2 separate regions of the Mus musculus genome follow, and region 2 is linked to region 1. The links are chromatin contacts, called in public HiChIP or PLAC-seq maps. All regions are on one chromosome and are shown on one strand. Each heading gives the region's core, a stretch centred on a gene start, on an enhancer-like site or on the middle of the called end of the contact. The rest is flanking DNA. Distances are from core to core; before and after follow the strand shown. Region 1 holds the start of Ubtd2 (ubiquitin domain containing 2). Region 2 overlaps Stk10 (serine/threonine kinase 10).

What was found. HiChIP or PLAC-seq counts read pairs in DNA pulled down with a chosen protein or histone mark.
Region 2: an HNF4G HiChIP or PLAC-seq map of pancreatic cancer cells shows a contact between it and region 1. The contact joins the enhancer-like site here to the promoter of Ubtd2 in region 1. A contact is called at or near these places in 7 of 39 promoter capture datasets (the 3T3-L1 cell line, 3T3-L1-derived adipocytes, the C10 cell line and 4 more), 6 of 484 Hi-C or Micro-C datasets (bone marrow-derived macrophages, cerebral cortex, cranial neural crest and 2 more), 16 of 115 datasets of contacts at active chromatin or transcription factors (the HPC-7 cell line, bone marrow-derived macrophages, craniofacial prominence and 13 more) and 3 of 9 other capture datasets (adipose tissue, liver and pancreatic islet).

What each region holds. Positions count from the first base shown.
Region 1 is chr11:32,453,962-32,458,375 of GRCm38.p6, reverse strand. Ubtd2 (ubiquitin domain containing 2) reads right to left here and starts at 3,006. Exons shown (of 3, transcript NM_173784.4): 1 at 2,830-3,006. The coding sequence starts at 2,899.
Region 2 is chr11:32,563,578-32,567,832 of GRCm38.p6, reverse strand. The region is part of intron 2 of Stk10 (serine/threonine kinase 10); the gene reads right to left. Among named protein-coding and RNA genes, the nearest start is that of Stk10, 32 kb to the right of the region's middle. Within about 2 kb of position 2,647, at least 175 of the 459 cell types and tissues checked have an H3K27ac peak or open chromatin away from gene starts, as enhancers often do. A contact at or near this core is called in the HPC-7 cell line, adipose tissue, bone marrow-derived macrophages and 4 more, where this site is marked.

The DNA of each region.
Region 1 (4,414 bases), core at 1,757-4,256:
TAGAAGAAGAGAACCAAAAACTGTCTGTCCTCCATTTATATTTGCAACACACACATACCCTTACCCCTTGTCTACAGGTCTTAAGTACCAAGTCCAGCTTCACAATGTTATTAAAAAGAGAACCATAGAGAATACGCTATTTAAAAATGCCTCAACCATGGAAGACTCAAGGAAATGAAAGTGTGGGGAGTACATTAGCTAATCTTGAATCTATAAGACCTGTCTTGTTTCAAATTCGGCACACACACACAAAAAAAGCCTATGTACCTTAAAACCCAAACCTGAATTCTAGATAAGGTAGACCAGAAGAACTCTAGATAGCATAAAAAACTCAAACAGTGTGGTGTACGCCTTTAATCCCAGCACTCGGGGCTGGCAAGATGGCTCAGTGGTTAAGAGCGCCGACTGCTCTTCCGAAGGTCCCGAGTTCAAATCCCAGCAACCACATGGTGGCTCACAACCATCCATAACGAAATCTGATGCCCTCTTCTGGAGTGTCTGAGGACAGCTACAGTGTACTTACATACAATAAATAAATAAATCTTTAAAAAAAATTATAATCCCAGCACTCAGGAGGCAGAGGCAGGCGGATTTCTGAGTTCAAGATCAGCCTGATCTACAAAGTGAGTTCCAGGACAGCCAGGGCTATACAGAGAAACCCTGTCTCAAAAAACCAAACCAAACCAAACCAAACCAAACCAAACCAAAAAACTCAAACACAAGTCTTAGTGTGAAAATTAAGCCATCACCATAGTGTTATAATGTTCTGTAAGAATTCTCCAAATTCTTTCACAGAAGTAATCTACCTAAGATGACTTTTTTTTTGGATATTTTATACTCACATTAAAAATACTTGGATCCAGAAGGAAAAGGAAAATACAATATCCAAGTATTTCAGATTATATCTATTATGAGCCAGCTGACTTGGAAAGGCTAGGGTCATTCTAAAATGGTGGTGCTCACATAGCACTATGAATGTTAACCATCATGAAATACATCTGAAGGCTGCATTATACTCCATGTTGATAAAAATCAATATAACCAGATTAAAACTGCTGATGTTTGAAAAGCTAAGATCTTTGCTAACACCCTTAGGAAAAAAGTCATTCCCTTTCAAACAACAACAACAAAAAAGAACTGCTAACATGTTAAACTGAAACACATATTACAGTAACTTTTTGTTGTTTTTTTGGTAACACAGTTTTGCTATGCAGCCAGGTCTGGCCTGGAGCTTAAGATCATCTAGCTCCAGCCTTCAGAGTTGCTGGCTCCAGTTAGCTCTTACCTCTCATGACAGTAATGGAGAACAAAGGCTTCCAAAATTAAATTCCAGAAAGAATTCTTTTATCCCCTACAGACCCGTCTTCTGCCAGCTACATCAGGGCTATCCCGTGTCCTTTCCCCAGAAGAAAAAGACGGGGTACTCCCTCTTTTAAAACTTCTCTTTAGAAAAACTGCAGATTATGGTCCAGAAAACTTAAATGTTGAAAGAAACAGATATTAGAGCTATCTAACTGTAGGCTACTGGTAGAAATTATCTAAAGCTAGGATTTCATGCTTCTAAAAGCTCATGCTAATACTGTGATTGGATCCTAAGTTGCACTGCCAAAAGGCTCAATCTTAAAGGAATATTATAATTTTAACATATGTCAAAGTTATACTGAATGCTAGTAAGTACTAGCATGCTTAACTGGTACCATCTGATCACTGATCTGCCCTCAGCCCAGTGGTATCACGCCCTTTCTACACTTGGGCTTTGTTGTCAAAAGGACCTCACCAAGTAAATAGGCTGTGACGTGAAATCCACTACAAAGGAGCATTTCCATGGACTACTTTTTCACGACAGTTTTCACTGAGTTCTCAAATAACTTGCCCAACATTTAGTGACAGAGATTTTAGTGAAGTGGAACGGCTAAAACATCACGTAAAAAGGGAAATGTCTTGTACAAAAGTTGGGTGCCTAAGAGTCGTCTCAAGGTGTGAAAAGATGTGCCTATTCTCATGCAACTAAACAACTTTAAAATATGCACCCGATTTGAAGGCACCCAATACAAGGTTCGAATCAAATCATGTTATCCCTGGTTGGTGGCTCTTTTCTACAAGGTTCGAACTTCTACACACTCTATATACTGGATGGGCTCCGCACTTTTAAGGTCAATAAAAGCAGAGTCAATCTTACCACTCCTATCCCTCTACAACGACTACGAATGGAATTAAGAGACCTCTCATCACGGTTACGGTAACCCAGAAGTGCGAGTCGCGTTGGAAAAACTTTTACTCAAAGCACTAATCTTATACTGGGGTACTTTCTATCCTGCACGTTTTCCTTTTACGTAAGACACATCGGAATTTGACGAGTGCGCCCCGACGGCACATTGGGCTAACGCCCCTGGCAGCAGCAGAGAGCCACGTTTTCCTCGGGCCGATCGTCTCCCCCCTCCTCCATAAAACACTGCCCATGGCCACTTGGAGACTTCCCCAACCCAGCTCCAGAAACTGGAACCAACCGGGGCAGCTGTCATCCGAAACTCAGGAAAGCTGAGCCCGGCCAACTCTGCCGACGCGGGAAGGGCTGGGGGTGCGGCGGGGCCCGTCGGGGGCACTCCCGGCTGTCCCCCTCCCCGGCCCCACGAGCCGCAATCCGGCAGCCGAGTTGTCCTCCCAGCTAGAGTACCCCCCAATCCAGGCCTAGGCCCGCGGTCCCGCGTGGGGCCCGAAGCGCGTGGCGGGGCCGACGCAGAGCAGAAACGACAAAGGGGCGCGGGGTCGGGACAGGTGGCCGCCGCCGCGAACAATGGGGGGCCGCGGCTGCCCCCTGGCGCCACCTACCTCCCGTGCCGTCCGAGTTCTCGTTGAGGCTGCCCGAAGAGTCGTGCTGGGCGCCCACGCACCCGCCCATGGGGCCGCGGCCGCCACCTCAGGGCGCTCGTCCCGGCCGCCGCCTCAGCCTGCTCCCGCGTCGCCGCCTCGGGCCAGGCGCCGCTCTCTCGCCGCTCAGCCTCCGCCCCCTCGCCGCTCCTCCCACCGCCTCGCCCAGCCCCTTCCTCCGCGCCCACTTCTACCTCAGCCCCCCGGCCGCCTGGCCCGCAGGCCCGGCCCGCGTGCCTTCCTCGGCTCCCGCTCGGCCCCGCCAGGCCGGGCTTGGCCCATCCCGGGCGGGCCGCAGCGCCCGCTCGCCCCTCACTTCCCCGCGCCCCCGCGTCTAGGCAAGCCCCACCACTGCCGCCGCCGCCACCCGGCTGCCAGGCCCCATCGCCCCCGCCCGCGGCGCCACCCTCAGCCGGGCTCGGCTTGCACTCGGCCGGCCCGCTGGAACGGCCTCGAGGGGCGGGGCCGCGCTCTGATTGGCTGCATGCACCGAGGGGGCGGAGAATACCGAGCAGAACCGAGTGGAGACGAGCGCCCGAGGCCGGGAGAGTAGGGGGCAAGCGGAGGTGGGCCGGAAAGAAGGGGGAGGACTCAAGTAAGGACGAAGTGGCCAGCTCGTCCTTACTTGAGGACGAGGTGGGGCTCCTTCTGGTGTGGCCGGTGGGAGAGGGTACCGAGGAGTCGTAGGAGACTCTGGGTCGTAGACGGGCTGGGCGTGCTTAGAGGGGTTAGCCTGACCGCAAGTCCCTGCACCCCTTGAATTTGTGGAAAGCAGCGAGCTGGCCACCGAGTCTGGGTTTCCCTTACCCCAGGTCCGCAGCCCCTGCCATCACTGCGCCCGCTTGGTAGAGGTGCTCTCTGATTGTGCAGGCCTGTTGTCCCGTGCGGGGAGCGAAGGGGCACGGGTGTGTGTATCGTTCCCACAGGCTTCGCTTTACCGACAATACTACCACTCTAGATCCTGGCATTAGACATCTTAAGTCGTCTTTAGAACAAAGTGAAGTATTAATATTAATACTCTGCATTTTATAAACTAGAATTTGGTACATTGACCACGCCCAACATTCTTGGCGGTTACCATCCCAACCTAAGCCAAACTGTTAATGGCCCCTTTGGAGTTGTGCTCCTTGCTGTGGCGCCTTAACATTTTTATCGGCCTGCTTGGGTGCTTGGGTCTTTGAAAGCATTTTTTTTTCTTTTTTTTTTTTTTTTTTTTTGCCTAAGCTGTTCCACTTTTATGCCAGACTTTCCTTTTATAAAACCCTGGGTCAGCTTTTGCTTAGCATTAAAAAAAAAATTTTTTTTAAGTGAAATACCTAAGAAAGAGACAGTCTGCTTCTTAGGATTTGCATTTAAATGTATTCTCATGCACTGCTGGTGGGAGTGTAAATTGGTTCAATCTTTTTGCAAAGGTTTGGCAGTGCCAATCAACAGCTTTAAAAATGTTCCTACCATTTGAGTGGGGTTATTTCACATCTGGGAGTCTAGCTTTCAGAAAAAGTCCAAATTAAAATTTGCGGCCTGGTATTCATTTGCTAGGCAGGCA
Region 2 (4,255 bases), core at 1,398-3,897, 110 kb before region 1:
TACCTGAAGTTGACCTCTGGCCTTCATAAAACATAAACGTACATCTACACATACGGCAAGAAAGTGAAATGAAACAAAAGCAAACAAAGGCGGGCGGGCCTCCCCACACAGGAATGCAGGTGGGGGACCCACCCTTGCCTTGCTGTCCCTAACCCTTCTTGCTGGAGGCTTGTCCCTAGCACAGCTGGTGTCCTTCCTCAGTATCTAGGAGATTCCCTGTTTCCTTGGAGACCTTGCTTGAGGGTACCTAATGGAGGATGTGACAGCAGCCTAAAGTCACTGGCTTCCTTCTTGGGCTGAAGCCAAGGAACCTGAGGCTCACTGTGGACCACAATGCCCTTGATTAGGCTAAGCAGCTGTCTTGAGGCCAGGCGCTGGGGCCTCTGGGCTCCACTGCTCTGGCCATTTGTGAATGGAATGTAGAATTGTGGGACTTGGGCCCTGTGTCAGGCACTGTTTCAGGCACAATGACAGAACAGAAATTGAGCAGTGGGGGGCCATCCCTGCCTCTGCCATGGACATTCTGGGATAACCTTGTCATTGGCACAACACAGTAGCACCCAGGTCACTCTAAAAGACACCCTGCTTTCCCAGACAGCATCCTCTCTGCTGCCCACGAGCCAACTGTGCATGTGAAGAACCGAGCCAGTAACTGCGTAGGCCTGAGGGACCCAGAAATGAATGTTCTAATGTCTCCACCTTACTCCTGTTTCCCAACTCAATGATGACCCGGGAGAACTGGCCAGCTAAGTGGCAGCAGCAAGTTCCAAGTGTGCAGGTCTTCCACATGATGTGTCACTCCAGCCCAGCTTCCAGGCTGGCTAGCCAGGCCAGCTTCAGTGTCCCCTTCCATGACACCTAACACAGCCTGAGTGCTTCTCTGATGCCATTCCCTGAGCAAAGGCTCTGCATGGATTGTCACACTTGCTCTTCGGGAGATACTCTGAAAGATGCTGACATCTCAGTTAGGGGTGATGCTCACTGTAGCATGGACCCAGAACACATGGCTGATACATGGTAGGTATGTGCTGATAAATGCCACCTGGTGTGATCAGGACTAGGTGATATTTTATTCACATTTAGATACAAGGACCTGTGTCTCAGAGTCAGATCATGCAATACAAAGTGGCAGAGCCAGAACCAGGATTGGGGTAATGTAGGTCCTGTGAGAGTGTAGAGAGCCCCCATCCCCATCCCACCTCACAGAGGAAGCCACAGGAAGCTTCTTGAGTCACAGGCCCTGCGTCAGTGAGAATGAGCCCCTCCGCCTCCTGGCTCTAACCCTTGGGCTCTTCCATTCCATGAATGGACTGAGCAGGCTGCTCACCCAGAGATAAAGGGACCAGGATGTCCCAGACCAGATAAGCATGGCCTGGCCACACCAGGGCTTAGACATTAACTTTTACAGCCCCCAAACAGCCCCATCAGGCAATGCCAGAGCCGTAACCATCCCCCAGAGACAATTGAGTCACACACAGTCCAGAGGTGAGCCACCGCCCTGCTGACCTTCAGGACTCTGGGCCTCGATTCTCCACCCCTGGCCTTTCCTGAGGCCACTACCATATACTGACCAGGAACAAGAGCTCAGGTGACCTATACGTGAGAAACTCCTGAGCACACACAGCAACACGGACACAGCCCCATAAAGGGCCACTGTCCCACCCTAACCCTTCCCCTACCTGGGCCTGTTTCTCCATCTGGAAAATGAGGTTCTCAAAATCTGTATGACCTTTTGTGGTATCAACATTTTAGGTCTCCGTGTGACTGTAGTCACTCTTTCACAGAACAAGCAAGTTTGTGTTTGGGAAACGTTGGTGGTCAGAGTCTGGCCTCGTACAATTGTCCATCAGTCTGGGAATCTGGCCAGGACCCAACAGATAGAAATCTACCAATGCCAGAGTCCCTGACTGAATGGTGTCGTGTCCACACAGAACCCACACATCCTCCCGCACATCTGGAAGATTCTAGAAGGGTGACAGCGGCTAACTCAATGGGAATGCTAAGTGGATGCTTGCTCTCTTGTATCACCTAGGCAACACTGCCAAGGAAAGATGCCTCTGTGTGTTCAGTACCGATGATGGTGAACCCACAAGCACAGAGGACTCTAGCCGCACATGACCAACAAGTGTTTGTTAAATGACTTTGAGATGTACAGAAACTAGGGCAGATTCACTGTGCTAATAAGCATTCTATAAATATTCCTTGAGCCACAGGTAGCCTATTATACAGATGAGAATATAGAGGCTTGACAGGGCTGCCCCAAAGCTACTCAGCACAGACGTGAAGAAGAAGGAATAAACTTAAGCTGGTGGTGACGAGCGGCGGCTGAACCACCCTGCGGCCAGCCACCTTTCCGCTCTGGATTCATTTCTCTTTGAGGAAGCAGGGATAGTGTCTGCAGCTAGTCCCCAGGTCAAGAGCTGGGGGCCTTCAGGCTCTAACACAGTGCAGAAGACGGAAGCTTCTGGTTAGTCAACCAAAGCCTGAAAGAGGAAGTCATGAAGGCAGACTTAAAAAAAAAAAGCAAGAGTCAACCTAAATCCAGCCTAGTCTGTCAGCTGCCTGTCCCTGTAGGTGGAGTCCCTGGACCTCCCCACCTCTGAGTATCAGCCAAACAATGTGGCCATTGAGTGGGGCGTCCACACCCACGAGGCCTCCTCGGTCCAGCCTTGTTTTTCCATGCCAGTTCCGCCCACCACCTTGCAGCAAGCCTGGGTTAGGAATGAGCTTTCCCCGGACCCGGCAGCCTTGGAATGAGGCTTGAATCAGAGGCAATAACCTGGGTCCTTGAATGCATGCAGGGGTGGACGGTTCAGTTTGCTGTTCTGGCCCCAGCCACCCTCCACTCCATGTCCATACCCAAAGGTGCTTGCCCAGGCCCCAAGGCATCTCTCAGATGGGACTGAGGTGACTCTGTGGCAGGCATGCTTCACTCCTAGTCAGTCCACCCTAGATACTAGGCATCCGGGCTTCAGGCTCAGAGTCCCCTGGGCTGCATTCCTGGCCACAGTGCAGGAAACGTTAAAGTCAGAGCTAAGCTCAGGTTCTCTAGTGAAGGTCAAAGAATCAATTTCGAGAGGGACAACTCAGTCTGGCTAGCTGGCTGGCTGGCTGGCCACCATTTCATAAGACTAACTAGAAACAGCACTGAGCCCAGAAGGGAATAAACCAGGGCTATTTCCAATCATGGCCACCAAGGACTCAGGACGAGGACTTGGAATACTTTAGACAGGGCACACAGGACAAGAGCCACATCAATGGTGTAGGAGGCTCCTCCTCAGAGCTTGCATTCCCTACCATATAACTTACTGAAGGCTTCATAGCAGTGAATCCCTGAGAGGCAGGCAGGGTTGAAGCCAGAGATGGATAGTGAGATGGGACAGTGGGTATAACAAACAGATAACACTTGACAACTCATAGAGCCAGAGAGATATGCAGTGTCAGGGTCCCGAGTCCCACCAGTTAACAAGGGGGTTGTGGGGACACAGCCTTTCCACATCCCCAGGGCCACCTCTTTCCCATAGCACAGCCTCATGGAGCCAATGCATCTCCTTGGCCAGGATATGCCTGGGCTTCATGGAGTGTACCAGTCTGCTCATCTCAGAAACTGCAACTTCATCCATCAAGTCTGGATAACTGTAGAGCCTGCCTCCCGGTCACAGTCAAACAGGTAACACAGGGGACCAGTGTTTGGTAAATGGACTAAATACAGATATAGCTAGTAACGCCCAAGTGGCATCCTCACAGGACACTTGAGAGACTAGACCAGCTCTGAGCCTGTGTTCCCAGCATCTAAAACTTCCTGCAGCTAATTCAGTGTATGAACGAATGACCACTGAATGAATAATGTCTCCGCCTGCTCCAGGGGGGTGGCATCAATCCCATGAGACTGGCCTATGGAATGCCATAACCACATAAGCAGTTTTACAATGGAGCAGAGGTCACAAGAATCACAGGGTTAGGGTTCTCATGGGGACAGCCCTGTTGAGTCCTCCTGAGAGGGCAACAGGGGAGTGGCCAGCAAAAAGGGGAAGCCCCAAAACACAAGAGAGCAGGATCAATTGCCTGGCTTCCTGCTGTGGGCTGTAATTAAGAGTCCTTGTCAGGGCCACCAGGAGCCCTGGTGGACTGAGGGCAGACCCGCTGGGTGGGGTGGGGGGGGAAGGTTAGAACCACCATTCTCTGAGCCAAGTCAGGAGGTGCTGCATGAGGTGCAGTCTTGGGAGAGAGGTGGGACTGCTAGGCTCACCCTTCT